Linked DNA regions of Mus musculus: regions 2, 3 and 4 are each linked to region 1. The links are chromatin contacts, called in public HiChIP or PLAC-seq and promoter capture Hi-C maps. All regions are on one chromosome and are shown on one strand. Each heading gives the region's core, a stretch centred on a gene start, on an enhancer-like site or on the middle of the called end of the contact. The rest is flanking DNA. Distances are from core to core; before and after follow the strand shown.

The links. Promoter capture Hi-C pulls out the DNA fragments that hold promoters and counts their contacts. HiChIP or PLAC-seq counts read pairs in DNA pulled down with a chosen protein or histone mark.
Region 2: a contact with region 1 is called in a promoter capture Hi-C map of the 3T3-L1 cell line, with 2.9 times the contacts expected there. The contact joins the promoter of Ly6f here to the promoter of Mafa in region 1.
Region 3: a contact with region 1 is called in an HNF4G HiChIP or PLAC-seq map of pancreatic cancer cells. The contact joins the promoter of Eppk1 here to the promoter of Mafa in region 1. A contact is called at or near these places in 1 of 484 Hi-C or Micro-C datasets (the G1E-ER4 cell line) and 1 of 115 datasets of contacts at active chromatin or transcription factors (pancreatic cancer cells).
Region 4: a contact with region 1 is called in an H3K27ac HiChIP or PLAC-seq map of embryonic stem cells, with 2.1 times the contacts expected there. The contact joins the promoter of Nrbp2 here to the promoter of Mafa in region 1. A contact is called at or near these places in 1 of 39 promoter capture datasets (second pharyngeal arch cranial neural crest), 2 of 484 Hi-C or Micro-C datasets (both in embryonic stem cells) and 3 of 115 datasets of contacts at active chromatin or transcription factors (embryonic stem cells and pancreatic cancer cells).

The regions. Positions count from the first base shown.
Region 1 is chr15:75,746,605-75,749,981 of GRCm38.p6, forward strand. Mafa (v-maf musculoaponeurotic fibrosarcoma oncogene family, protein A (avian)) reads right to left here and starts at 1,717. Exons shown (of 1, transcript NM_194350.2): 1 at 1-1,717. The coding sequence starts at 1,318. The coding sequence ends at 239.
Region 2 is chr15:75,266,815-75,270,191 of GRCm38.p6, forward strand. It overlaps Ly6f (lymphocyte antigen 6 complex, locus F), which reads left to right and starts at 1,607. Exons shown (of 4, transcript NM_008530.2): 1 at 1,607-1,666; 2 at 1,888-1,985; 3 at 2,966-3,082. The coding sequence starts at 1,916.
Region 3 is chr15:76,118,623-76,121,999 of GRCm38.p6, forward strand. It overlaps Eppk1 (epiplakin 1), which reads right to left and starts at 1,573. Exons shown (of 3, transcript NM_144848.2): 1 at 487-1,573. It overlaps BC024139 (cDNA sequence BC024139), which reads right to left. Exons shown (of 16, transcript NM_001142968.1): 10 at 2,984-3,126; 11 at 2,802-2,904; 12 at 2,248-2,541; 13 at 1,837-2,061; 14 at 1,632-1,716; 15 at 1,381-1,514; 16 at 895-1,207. The coding sequence ends at 1,124. It overlaps Gm52196 (a long non-coding RNA gene), which reads left to right. Exons shown (of 3, transcript XR_003951574.1): 2 at 1-74; 3 at 155-526.
Region 4 is chr15:76,089,964-76,093,340 of GRCm38.p6, forward strand. Nrbp2 (nuclear receptor binding protein 2) reads right to left here and starts at 1,727. Exons shown (of 18, transcript NM_001358359.1): 1 at 1,408-1,727; 2 at 845-967; 3 at 675-776; 4 at 490-579; 5 at 283-323; 6 at 89-183. The coding sequence starts at 1,530. Gm41349 (a long non-coding RNA gene) reads left to right here and starts at 742. Exons shown (of 4, transcript XR_003951571.1): 1 at 742-1,093; 2 at 1,371-2,083.

The sequences.
Region 1 (3,377 bases), core at 467-2,966:
CGGCAAAGTCTAGCCGGCGACCCCGAAGACGCTCGGACCGGGGCCCGGCGGGAGAGGCGCACCGCGGTAGGTACCTGGAGCTGGGGCTTGGCGGCGGGGTGCGCAGGGCGGACAGGAGGACCCCGGCAGCTGCGGCTGCACCGCCGGAGCGCGCGTCCCGGGCCTCAGAGTCTGAACCGAGACCGGGGCGGCCTGCGCAAACTTGTCCCCGGCCGTGGCGAGGCCCAGGGTCCGGCACTCACAGAAAGAAGTCGGGTGCGCCTTTGGCCGCCCCGGGGCCAGCCTGCGCTGGCGAGGGCTCCCGAGGGAAGCCGGCCCCGCCCGCGCCCCCGGGGCCGCCCCGGCCCGCCAACTTCTCGTATTTCTCCTTGTACAGGTCCCGCTCCTTGGCCAGACGCCCCACCTCCAGCTTCAGCTGCTCCACCTGGCTCTGGAGCTGGCACTTCTCGCTCTCCAGAATGTGCCGCTGCTGCACCCGCTTGAAGCGGCACGACTGCGCGTAGCCGCGGTTCTTGAGCGTGCGCCGCTTCTGTTTCAGTCGGATGACCTCCTCCTTGCTGAAGCCGCGGAGCTGCCGGTTCAGCTCCCGCACGGACATGGATACCAGCTGGTCGTCGGAGAAGCGCTCCTCCAAGCGCACGTGGTGGCCTGCGCCGCCTCCGCCGTGACCCGCGCCTCCGCCGTGGTGGCCAGAGCCTCCGTGGTGGTGATGGTGGTGATGGTGATGGTGGGCAGAGTGATGATGGTGGGCAGTGTGGTGTGCGCCGTGGTGGTGGCCGGCACCCATGTCGTCCGCGCCGCCGCCGCCCGCGAAGCTCTGACCCCGGAAGGCCTCATAGGCCGCAGCAGCCGCCGGGTGATGCGCGCCGTGGTGCGCGCCGTGGTGGCCGCTGCCGATGAGCGCCTCCACCGCGTCCTCCGGCGTCAGGTTGAGCGCCTCGGGGTTCAGGTGGTGCTGGTACCCGCTCATCCAGTACAGATCCTCCAGCACCGCTTTTCCTGAGGCGCCCCCGACAGTGCCGGGGCCTCCACTCGGCGGCCCCGGGGCGCCCCCGGCCTGAGCCGCGCTGCCCCCGCCGCCCGCGCCGCCGCCTGTGCCCGGGCTGGGTGCGCAGAAGCTGGGCGAAGAGGGCACCGAGGAGCAGGGCGTGCTGAGGGGCGTCGAGGACAGCGAGCCGGGCGGCAGGCGGTGGCAGAAGCGCTCGGCCTCGGGCGGCTCCTTCTTCACCTCGAACTTCATCAGGTCGAAGTCGTTGACGTACTCGATGGCCAGTGGGCTGCTGGGCAGCTCTGCGCCCATCGCCAGCTCCGCGGCCATCGCCCGGGGCCCCAGCCCCGCCGCCGCGCCCGGCCGCGCCCCGACGGGCGGCGGGGGAGCGTGGGGGGAGCCGCGGGCCTCTCTCCCCCTAGCTCCCCCCCGGGCCGCGGTGGGCTCAGGCTCTGGTCGCGCCGCCGAAGGGCGCAGCAGCAAAAGTTTCCTGCTGTCAACTCTGGGCTGTGCTCAGGGGACGCCGCCGGCCAGGCCTCTCGGGTGGCCCCCCGGCCCGCTACGAGCGGGCGCAGGGCCCCCAATCCTGCCCTCCTCCTCCTTCTGTTCCTCCGCGGTCCTGGCCTGGAGGGTGCAGAGGCCGCGCCCCGGGCTCAGCCGCGCTCCGGGCTCTCCCGCCCGGCCCCGCCCCGCGCCCCACCCGCGCTGCCGGCCGGCCCCGCCTCCCTCGGCCCGGCGCAGAGCCGCACAAGCCTTTATAGAGACGCGCTTCTGGGCCCGCCTCCCCAGGTGGGGGCCGACGCCCCCGGGCCAATCGGAGCCCCAGACCTGCCGCCCTCATTTGCCTATCCCCATGGCAACCCGGAGCCCAGCTGTCAATCTCCTGCGGGAAACAGCTGTGGGAAGGGGTGGGGAAGGGCCGTCGGCAAGAGGAGTGGGCAGGGCCCCCTGGTGGCCGCCGCATGGGACTGCACAGCAGAGGGCGCGAGACCAAGTGGCAGATTCTGAGGTTCCAGGATCGTAAAGCCAGAGAGTGCAGGGAAGCTGAGGAGGCCCTCGTCCAGGGTACTCCTTCGGTGTCTCAGATCCATTAGGTGGTCTAGCTGGCTGTGTCCCGCACCAGGCCCAAGTGGCCTGGAGTCTCCAGAATGGGGACCTCTAACTATCCTGACACCGGTGACTCCCGAGCTGCCCGGGAGCGCCAGCTATTTTTATCCTGTGGTTGGGATGGGTTCAGGAATTCAGTCAACAAAGTTGCTGGCACCTCGGGCGGCGGGATGCACGGTGGAACCGCAGGCCTCTGAGCGTTGTGGTAGGTGGAGTGGGACAGACGCCTGTGGCCACCACGGGGCTAGAGGAGCAGGTCTCGGGTACTCCCTGCGTAGAGAACCCATTTCTCTGAATTGAATTCATGGGGCTGATGGGTCTGGACGCCTGCAGAAATGCCCACAAGGAATCTCAGACCCAGCTGCCCACCAGGGCGGTTTGGAGGAGCCTTGCTGGGTGGGGGCAAGTTGGAGTGACAAGTGGCAAGCAGATTGCCACCGTCACACTTGCTGAATGTCTCTACACACCTAGTAGGAGGCCGCTTCCGAGCAAAAGAAAGCCACAAGGACAACAGGGAGGGTGGGTGACAAGATGTGAGTTCTGTGACACCCTCCCCTCCCCTCCCTCCTCCAGAATTCCAGATCCCAACCGAAGATAGAAAGGGCGTGCATTCACGAACAACAGCTGGATGTGACCCAGAGTGCGGTTTTCTCCTCTCTGTTATCTATAATCTTATATGCCGTTGACTATTAAAAATAATAGACGGGCAATGGTGGTGCAGGCCTTTAGCCCCAGCTCTCCCAAGACAGGAAGATTTCTGGGAGTTCAAGGCCAGCCTGGTCTACAGAGCAAGTCCCAGGACAGCCAAGTCTGCACAGAGAAATCTTGCCTCGAAAAACTAAAAATCAATCAATCAGTCAATCAATCAATCAATCAATCAATCGATTCTTAAATATAAACCATTTGTGCACAAGGTGGAAAAAGTTTGAAAGGGTATTCACAGGATACCTATCCAGGATGTCATGGTGCCAAGGGCTTTGCCTACTCCCTCTACAGGTGCCTGCTATTTCACAGGGGATGCCTGGCAGCTAGGAGCAAATAGCTCCCAGCTCCTTCCCTCAGTGTCCAGACACTCCTCACCTTCATATTCATCTGTGCAGGCTTGGTCTTCAGAAACAAACAAACAAACAAAAAAAGCATGAGGAAACCCCTACAAAACTCTCCCCTCAGCCTGTTCCAAAGGAGACTTCGGGGAGCCATTGGAATGTCTATCTTTGGGACTCTACAGTGCTGAGGTGGTAGCCACAGCCATCAGTGTAATCATGCCCATTCTACGGATGAG
Region 2 (3,377 bases), core at 357-2,856, 480 kb before region 1:
CCTGGAGTGTAACAGAATATTAACAGAACCATTGTGTCATGAATTCCTGAGGTTGGCACAAAGGCTTTGATCAGTCTTTGGGTTTGGTTTTTAGTCCTGGAAAGGTTGATTCCCCACTGCTCCTTGAGAATTCTGACTTCAGCCTACAGAGTCTCTCTTTCTTTCGATTAATCATCCTGCATAACCTAGAACTTTGACACTGGAGTTGGATATACATGTAGAACCAACTAGAGATGCTAGAAAGACTGAGATACTTTGGTCTGCCCTGTGGTTTACATCAGGAGAATCTGCTTGATGTTCTCTGAGCCTCTGGCTTCCTTCCCTTTGCAGCCTTGCCTGCTTAAGTGGATGTGCTCACCTTCACTGATGCTGTGGTCCATTTTCTGACTCATTGTCCTCTGAGCATACCTGTTCATTTACTGTGGCATCATCTCAGGATGATTTCCAGCTCAGGTCTCATTCGGTGCCTAGCCTTCCTACTCTAACCTGTATCAGTGCCTTGTAGACACTTACATGGGCTACTTACTGTGCTCTCAGCTCCACTAGGTTAGGAAACTCAGACTCTGGCTTGCTGTGGAGGCCCTGCTGCTCATCCCAAGGCTGGGCCACAGATGCCATCAATATTTGGCTAATTAGTAAGGTTTGAGTTATTACAATACCATGCCACATGGTAGTGACATAAAGGCCAAGGAAACTTATGTCCTTTTTGGGACACATTGGACTAGGACCTCATAGGTGAGGAGACAGGGCACATACAAACTGGAGGAGGAAGAAATAGCATGTGGCTTCTTCATGGTGGCTTCTGGGCAGCAGGGACACTGGGGTCATCCACCCTCTGCAAAAAAAAGCCTTGTGCCATGAAAAGAACTGCCTTGACTCTAGCTACCAGATGCTAATAGCACCTGCAGCCCCTTATATCACCCAAACATATCAGACACTGCTTAGTAACTTCCATCCCAGTTGTCAGTAAATTCTTTGCTCAGGACTTGCACTTTTTGAATATAAGACCCTGTAGAGCCAGTCGCCAGGTATTTGTCAGTTGTTTGCCTGCTTATAAAAAGGAGGGCCCTGGGCTCTGAGCCACTGCAACTCATACCCTCTAATTTGAAACAAGAAAAAGTCTGGTGGTGGTGGCAAAAAACACAAGCTACAGCACTTGCCTTTGAAAGTATTGGTTGTAGCCAGCCTGGTATACAGAGCAAGTCCCCCGGACAGCCAAAGTTACACAGAGCAAATATGCCTCGAAAAACAAAAACAAAAACAAAAGATGAAGGGAAACAAACAAACAAAAAAACTAGGAAAAGGCTGAGCAAGTTGCCTCTTTCCTTTGCTTTCTGAGGGCAAGCACAAGCCAACTGTGGCCCCTCCATCTCTGCTCTCTTATTCCTACAGCACCATTGTCTCTCCCCAACTGAGTGGTCCTCCCTCCTCAACAGCTATAAATCTTGCTGACCAGATCACCAACAAACCTTGCTAAATCTTAACCAATAAACATGTTGGCCTGGAGGAAGTAAGTATAGAAACCCCTCCCTCTTCAGGATGTCAGCTGGGAGGAGCTAAAGGAAATTAAAGTACTTACTTCAGTGCACATCTGACAGATCTTACCACTGTGCCTGCAACCTGGTCAGAGAGGAAGTAAGGACTGGTGTCAGGAGGGAGCTGCTAGGTGACAAAGGGAAGAGCCCTCAGGATAGGGCTGGGGTTGGGAGTGTGAGATTAGGAAGGAAAAGCTGGGTGGGTGGTGGATGAGAGAAATAGGCAGACATGTATTCCTTGGGGAAAGCTGGGGGGGGGGGGAGTGTTGGAGGGTGGGAAGAGTGGATGCTTGAGCCCTGTGAGAGCCCAGGGATGTGAATGATGATCTAATAACTGGCTTCAACTTCCAAGGTTTGATCTGTGCAGCCCTTCTCCAAGGATGGACAGTTGTCACACTACAAAGTCCTGTGTACTCATCCTTCTTGTGGTCCTATTGTGTGCAGAAAGAGGTGAGGTGGAAAATGAGAGATGGCCAGGAGGGTAAAATGGAGATGGCAAACTGCCTCAGGGTTGTGGTTACACCTGCACCTCCATTGTGTGCTCAGTGCCCAAGGTGTGCTGGTGTCAGGGGATTGGGAATCGGCTTGTGATGGGTGAAGCCTCATGTGTTGTGTGCTTTACTGGGTCTGTAACCCTGCCAGCGCCTGCCTTGCAACCATCACTACATACCAGAAAGACGTTTCAATGTTACTACCTGTGCCACAAACCCTGACCACCAGAGCAGCCTGTCCTTTAGACTCTAACCCTGCTGCCCTGGTCTACCAAGCAGGCCTCTGGCCTGGGTGCACACAAACTGGTAGAGGCTTCTTTTTCTGGCCTGAAGGCCAAGCCAAGGGTTTGGAATCCTCAAATCTTGGCATTTTACTTTTCCTTATGCCCAGCACATGCCACACGAGGCCCAAATGCTAGAACATCTCTATTCTAAGAAGTCTGAGCTTTCAGATACCCCTATACTTCTAGTTACATGTGTATTGCAGGAAACCTCATGGTGAGTCTGACCTTTGAGCTGGACTCTGGGACATTCAGTGCTTTGTCATGCTTCAATATACAGGGGCCAGCTCTGCAGGTGTAGGGTGGGACAGGTCAGAAAAGCCTTCCCTATCTGATGGCCCCACTACCTATTACACACCCACTCATTTCTTGAGCAGACATTTTGTATCTTTGTTTTCCCAATATGGTGATTGCCCCTCTAATTCCCCTTGGGGTGCAGGTCTCTGCTGTGGGTTTGGCTAGCTGAGGCAGCAGGGCCGAGCATACTTGAACAATGGAGGGTCATGGTTCACTTTTGCTTTTGGCAGAGGTGACTGGGCAGTAATATCCTTGCTCTGTCCTAGCACCCAGCAGCTGTGTGGAAGTAAAGACATTGGAGAGAAGGGTTCTGTTCTAGGAAGGGCATGAACTAGCCCTCATATATTGGCTTTTTTCTCAGCTCAGGGGCTGGAGTGCTATAACTGCCTGGGAGTTTCACTTGGAATTGCCTGCAAATCAATTACCTGCCCCTACCCTGATGCAGTCTGCATTTCTCAGCAGGTAGAACTTATTGTGGGTAAGTTCCCTGTGGCCTCCATAAAGATGGCTGAGGGTAGCTTGGAAGAAAACATCAGATCTGGGCACTTGTTAAGGACCATGGTTCTCCTCCCTTGAAACAGAGCTTTCTTGGGTTTGGAGTGGGATTCCTTCAAAGTGGGGGCTGTTGGGGTCCAGGGATATGCTGGGATGTGGATCATAAAGCAAGGCTGCCTACTGGCATGCACAGTGTTCATCTTCCTCCTCTGTCGCCAGTGCACTCAAGTGATGTTCCTACTCATGTGTTTCATCTAGGGTCTCACTGGCTCACTGAC
Region 3 (3,377 bases), core at 323-2,822, 370 kb after region 1:
CTGAAAATCTGGCCTTTGCCCCCACTGAAACCAGCATCAAGAAGGGCCCCAGGAGTCAGTGACCTCGTGCCAAGGTTGGCATGATAAGCAAGTGGGGGTAGGGACGCAGCCCTGCCCCCCGACCCTCCCCCCACCCCGTCCTCTTCTTCCCAAGGATCTTGATACCACCCAAGGGCTATATCCCTATGGCTGCTCACCCTAGATGGACAAGGATTACAGCACCTGCAGGGCCAAACAGCACACCACACATCTGCTAGAAACCAACCCACACCCTCGCGAGACCGCACAGCAGCCTGGCAGGGTCCTCAGTTTCCCGAACGATCCCAAGACTCAGGGGCCTCCCACCTCCCATCTGAGCTCAGATGACCCAGGTAAATGGGGCCCAGAACGGTCCCGCAGCCCCTCACTAAGTCCGCCTGGGGCCGCTGGCCTCTGGTTCCCACAGCTTTTCAGTTTCGGTTCTCCAAACTGCCCTCATTTCCTCACCTGTCGTGACAAGGCTGGCGCGGTCCTCTGTCTCTCCGCTCCCTCCACGCCGGGAGCCCCGCGCCACAAGCATTTAAATCGGCATGGCCCCTCCCTATGTTGACCCAAGTCCCTTCCCCATTGAGGGCGGTAGGCGGGGCTGAAAGCCAGGTTGGGCACCCCACAGGACAGGTGGAGTGGGCAGGTGAACACAAACTAAAGCATGGGGCAGGGCTACCTCTGAGCAACTCAAGCTGGGAGAGGCTGTTGAGTTGCAAAGTCCCTCCTTTCCTCCCTCCCTCCCTCCCTCCCTACTACAAGTCATTGAAAAAGAATGCGGGCCTGCTCTGGGTTGGGAGTGGAGAGCAACATGGGCTCTGTGGCTTTTGAATGAAGTTTGCAAGGGAAATGAAGACCCACCAAAGAGAGTTTCAGTTCCCCAAACTCCTCTTTATTGCTGAGAGTGAGAGACATGCCGGGACAGTGGCGGTGCACGCCTTTAATCCCAGCACCTGGGAGGCAGAGGCAGGCAGATTTCTGAGTTCGAGGCCAGCCTGGTGAGAGACCCAACCCCACTCTGTGTGCTCCAAGCTCCTGCTCAGTCCCTGAGCATGCTCTGCCACGGTTTCCTGTCCCTATCTTCTGGATCTTGGAGTCTTCACAGCTCCTCAGTGGACTGCTCTGAGGTTTTGACCTTGTAGGAGCTGGAGTCTCTGCGGTCTTTGACAATTGGCAGCCCTGTCTGCAAGGGGTGGCCAGGCTTCATCTCACCATTCAGCTCCCTGACATTTCCCACCCCCCTGGGGCTCAAATAAGTTCCTCAGTCCATCTGAAGGACCCAGCATCAGGAGAACCTAGCATCAGGAGGACCTAGCATCAGGAGGACCTAGCTCTGAAGCCCATCCCAGCTCTCACCTTCAGAGACAGGGGTCTGTTAGTGCCCATTTGGTTGGAGGTCCAGAGCCTCAGGGTGATGACCTCAGGGGCTGGCACACTAGGAGTCCAGCACAGGAACCTTTCGTGGATCTTCTGGCTGGTTCTCCCCTTTGCTGCTCAGAGATCCCATGTCGCTAGGCCAAAGCAGATGGCACACCTCTCCTGCCCATCCACCACCACCACCACCACACCCTGATGACTTACATGTCCTGTCCTACCCCAGCTCTCACCTCTGACTGGGTCATTTTTGACCAGAAATTCATCCAAAGCTGCCCAACCACCTCCAACACGAACCATCATGGCTCCTCGAGCTGCCTATGGAGCCAGAGGTGGGGGGAGTGGGGTTATGACACCAAGCCTTCAATACAGGGGTTGGGGCAGTTCCTGGGGCTCTGTCCTCCCCACCGTTACAGGCCCACACTCACACCTGCTTACCAAGGCTCCCTGGACCTTGGGCCTGCCTCTGGCCCCTGATGCACTTGACCCTTCTGGGTTTCTTGCTCTGACCACGCTATTGGGCTGTTTCTGGCCACTGGAGAGCCCTGGCTTGAATGTGATGGAGACCTTGTGGAGAGGCCCACGTCTCCCCCAGTTATAGCTAGGCCAGCCTTGTCCCACGCTGTCCTGCTCCTCAGTTGACAGGAAGCTATCTGCAGGATCCTACTGGGAAATGTTTCAATGCTGCCTGTGGCTTCGGGTACAAAGCACACCCCAGACCACTTTATTTTATGACCAAGTCAATACAGATAGTGTCTTTACAAGACCCTGGTGTATGTTGGCTCCTTGCTGGGAGGTAAGACCAAGTCCTTTTCATGTGCCCAGATCTATGGATCTATCTGCCCTTACCTGTACCTGGTGGCCCTGTTCCAGCCGTTCCCACTGGTCCCTTTTGTCCTCGCTCCTCTTGCTATGCTCTGGCTTCCTAAGACTCCAGTTCTCCATGACCTCTGACCACCATGGCCTCCAGCTCAGTTCTTTTGGAATCTTCCCCAGGAGGCAAGCCTTAGCTCTACTCGCCAGATCCCCAGGCGGCTCCTGGTCAAGACTCATCAAAGCCAGTATCTCCCTTGGGGCTCGAGTCCAGTACTTTGGGGTGAGGGCCGGAGGCATCTCCTCTAACAAGCTGTGGGCTTGTACCACCTATGCATTAGGGGGAAATGTTAGGGAACTTGGAGGACCCCATGCCAAAATTGCCCACCACTTCACCACCTCTCTTGAGCCAACGTCCTCATCCCCCAGAGCCTCTTAGAAGTTCTGCCCAGCACTTTAGGCCTTCCAGCACCTCCAAATGGTCTTACAGAGGGTGTGGCTCAAGGACAGATGTGTCCAGTATCAATAGGCTAACCCTGGATTGCTACACAGTTACAGTACAGGCCAGAGCCTCTGGCCACTGGTCCCACCTTGATCCCCAAGGGTTCCGCTTGGCTCAGTCTATGGGGGCACAAGACCAACTTCTCTACAAGGTGGCCCACAAGCAGCAGCACCCCTTCCAGGGTGTGTATCCTGGAGAAGAGATGAACAGCCATGAGCAGGGTAGAGGGCCAGTGTGAGTGGGGTGGGAGCAGCTGGTGAGCAGGCTCACCTCTCGCAGGAGGGGCTAGACATGGCAGCCCGGCAGCCCTGCAGGTCCATCAGCAGGCCCAAGTGGCAGGTGCTCCCATAGTCAGCAGCTCCTCTCCTTCCTAGCCATGACACTGCCAGGGTTTGCTGTTCCCACAGGAACTCCTGCCGTCAGAGTAGCCTGATGTACTATCGGTTTTCAGAGCGGGAAAAGTTGAAGGGCAAAGTCTTTTTGCCTCCGTGGGTCTCAGATCTTGAGCCCTCTCCCTTACTCTGTTCATCTAGTGCCTTGCACTGTTCATCACCTTAGCAAGAGGACCACACATGCTGGCCCAGTCCTTCTACCCCTAGGCCTCTTCAGTGTAGGGAGGGCAGCCACACCCCACATTGTGCTGATGCTCAGAGCAAGGTGAAGA
Region 4 (3,377 bases), core at 477-2,976, 340 kb after region 1:
TTGGGCGGGGAGACTGGGCAGTCTCTGTCCAGGGCTCCCGCAGGTTCCCCACCCCTGCCCCCTGCCCCCTGCCCCGCCTCGCCAGCACCGGAGCCGATCTTGATGAGGCCATTGTGCTGAATGAAGATGGTGTCGCTCGTCAGGTTCCCGTGGATGATGGGGGGACTGCAGGCGTGCAAAAAACTGCAAGCATAGAGGATGAGAGGCAGGAAGAACCGGGTCAGAGAGCAGCGGAAAGGTGCAGAGCAGGGGGCAAGCGCGTGGGCAAGGCCAGGCTCTCACCTGAGTGCAGACAGGATCTGCGTACACCAGCGCTTCCAGGCCTGGCAGCGGACGCACGACTCCGTCGGGTGGGCACCAAAAGGCTGCTGAGCCTGCGGAGCCCGCCCGCTACCCCACTCCTGAACCGAGGTTTTTCGGAGTCCCCCGCCCCACTACTGTCCCTAAGTTCTGCTGGACTCCCTCCAGTCCCCAGCCCACTCCCCATACCCGGGCGTTCATGGCCTTGTGGTTCTTCTTGGTCTTTTTGAGGAACTGCTTGAGGCTGCCAGACGACACGTATTCTGTGATGAAGATGACCTGCGGGCAGGCGGGCTCCGCCGTTGCGGGTGGGTCTCCATGCTGCCCCACCCAGCCTGTGGCTTCACTCCGCCCTTCACCCGCCCCTAGCTCACCCTCGCGCGGGCCTCAGAGGCGTCCAGCCAATACTTGTGCAGCTTGACGATGTTGGGATGGTCCACCAGCGCCAGCTGCTCAAACATGGTCTGGATCTTCTCCTGGGGAAAGAGGATGGTTGTGGGGCCAATCAACGGTATGGGGCAAAGCGGGTATAGACAGGCCTCACCTCATGGGCCGCAAAGGCCTTCCTATCCCCGAAGTGAAGTTCGTTCCACACCACTTCTACACCCTCCTCCGTGTCCATGGCCAGAAAGGTGCTCTGGATCCCGGGCATGTTCCCTTGGTTCACCTAGGTGGGAAGAATGTGTGTCCTGATACGAATAGACCCAGGGTGTGGACGTGGTCTCCGCCACAACCTTCCCCCAGCCGTGAATGTGCTGCTAGCCTTGCCCAGCTCAGTGGGAGGGCTGAGGAGGTAAGGCTGGGAATCAAGAACCCAGGGGGAGAAGGGTGGTGTCCAGGGGCTGGGCCAGAAGGTACGCAGGTTTTAGAGGTTGGGGAGATCCCCAGAGCGGTAGTAGGGATCCAAGAGGCACGTGGAGGTGGTCCCAGTATGACACCGGTGTTCAAGGAATGGGGGTTTCTCACCAGGGCTTGGGGCCAAAGGGATCCGAGGGCCTCCAGAGGCCAGGGCGTCCGGGGAGACCCTCATACTGGCTCGGCCCCACGGATCCCATGGCTTCTATCCTTAGGCTACGGGACGGCGGCGTCACCCGCACCCGTGCCCACCTGCTCCCGCCGCTTCTGCCAGCGGCCACACGGGCTCTCCTCCAGGATGTCGCTCTCGTCCTCGCTCTCGTCCTCCCGCTCGCGCTCCCGGCCTCTCCTCGGCGCCGGCTCCGGGGCCGCCATGGCTCGGCGAGCCCAGGCCGCCGCCCTCCGCGCAAGCCCTCGCCCCGCTCCCGCCCGCCCTGGCCCAGCGCCCAGCAGCCCAACCTGGAGCCCAGCGGAGCGGCCGCCGCGAGCCCTCCTCGGCTCCGGGAATTGGGAGGCGCGGGCTCGCAGCGGACCCGAGGGAGGAGCCGCCCCGCCCCTCCGGAGCCGCCTCTGCAGGCCGGTGCTGGACTGTAGCTCGATCCAGGGCGGCAGAACCCCGCCCCAGGCACGCCTCGTCCTCCCAGACCACTCCTGCTTCCCCCAAAGCTCCGCCTCAAAGAGACGCGCCCCTCAAAGGCACCACCCATTCCTGCGGAGGCCTCTCCAAGGTTTCCCAGGCAGCTGTGGTTCTCCCAGCAGACTGTGCCTGGCCTCTTCGGGAACCACTTTTGCCCAACTCTTGAAGCCAGTTCTTCCAGCACCGCATCCCGATCCTGCTCCCATGACAAGTGTCCTGAACTCGGCCCGATGTAGAGAGTCTGAATGGGGCATCAAGGGTCAAGGGCATCTGGGGGCAGGCACTTCAGTGGTAAGAAACCATATGGTCTCAGAAATGGGACCAGTTCCCTCCTCAGGTAGCCAAGGAACGCATCACTAAAGATGCACCGCAGCAGAGACTGATGGGATACTCTTTAAATCCTGACTGCCTGTCTCTTCCTGGACCAGAATTCCGTGCAAACCCACTTTTCATAATGGCGAGTTTCTCTTTTCTCCCCAAATGTGACGCTCTCCGTTCCACTATGGGCTCCCTTGAAGCAATGGAACCACGAAGAGGGAGCATTTCTCACTTGTCACATCCAGCAGACTCCCCCACCCCCCGAAAACCTCTATCCACCCCTCAACTGCCCTCAGTCCTACCTCTGCCCTTCTACCCACCGGCACCTCCCCTTTCTATATAGAGACCCTGGCTGTCCTCTGATTTAAACATCATCTGACCCCTGACCAGCTCTGCCCCCCACTCTGCTCCTGACTTCTGTCATAGCCCGCTCAGAATGCTGCAGCTTGCTGTGGACTTCTACCTATCCTGAGAAGGGTTAGCTAGTTTAGCAGATCAGGAGGGGTTAACCCTCTACTGGCCCTAGAAGTCAGAACAGGGCCAATGCTTGGAAGACAATTCCCATGTCCTTGGATCTACCTATTTGTGTCTGTTTAACTAGGACCCTAGCCACACTGGAGAGTCTGCACTAAGAACACAAATGATGAAGAGCCTTGTACCACAGTGTTAGCAGAGCCTCTTGGGGGGGGGGCAGGCACTACAGATAGAACCCGTTTTTTAAAAATGTGACATTGAGGGCTCGTTGGTTAAGAGTACTTCTGCTCTTGCAGAAGACCCAAGTTCAATTCCCAGCACTCACACAAGTTCACAATTACCTGTTACTCCACTTCCAGGGGATCTGCTGCCCTCTTCTGGTCTTGATGGGTACCAAACGCACATACATGTAGGCACTCATTATCACATACACATAAAATAAACCTTAAAAACAATGCACAACACCAAGGCTAGTGGCACGCACAGATCACAGCTGGCAGTAGCACATGCTGTCTAAGAACTGTAGGGGACAGGGTAACTGGATGCTCACACAGACGTCCCCTAGGTTCCATTCCACAAGACGTTTGCTACAGCTGGTTTCTCTAAGCAGCCTTTGTGGAGGTCAAACCTGCCCTCCTGACTGTTTGCTGCACTTGACAGGCCCATCCATCCCTCTTTGTGCTGACTGTGACTTATACATAGAATGCATCTTCTGTCACCCGTTGAGGCCACGTCCTTCAGGTGTTGACTCAGGTGTCATCTCTCCGACAAGACATCCCTAGGCTCCATGCTT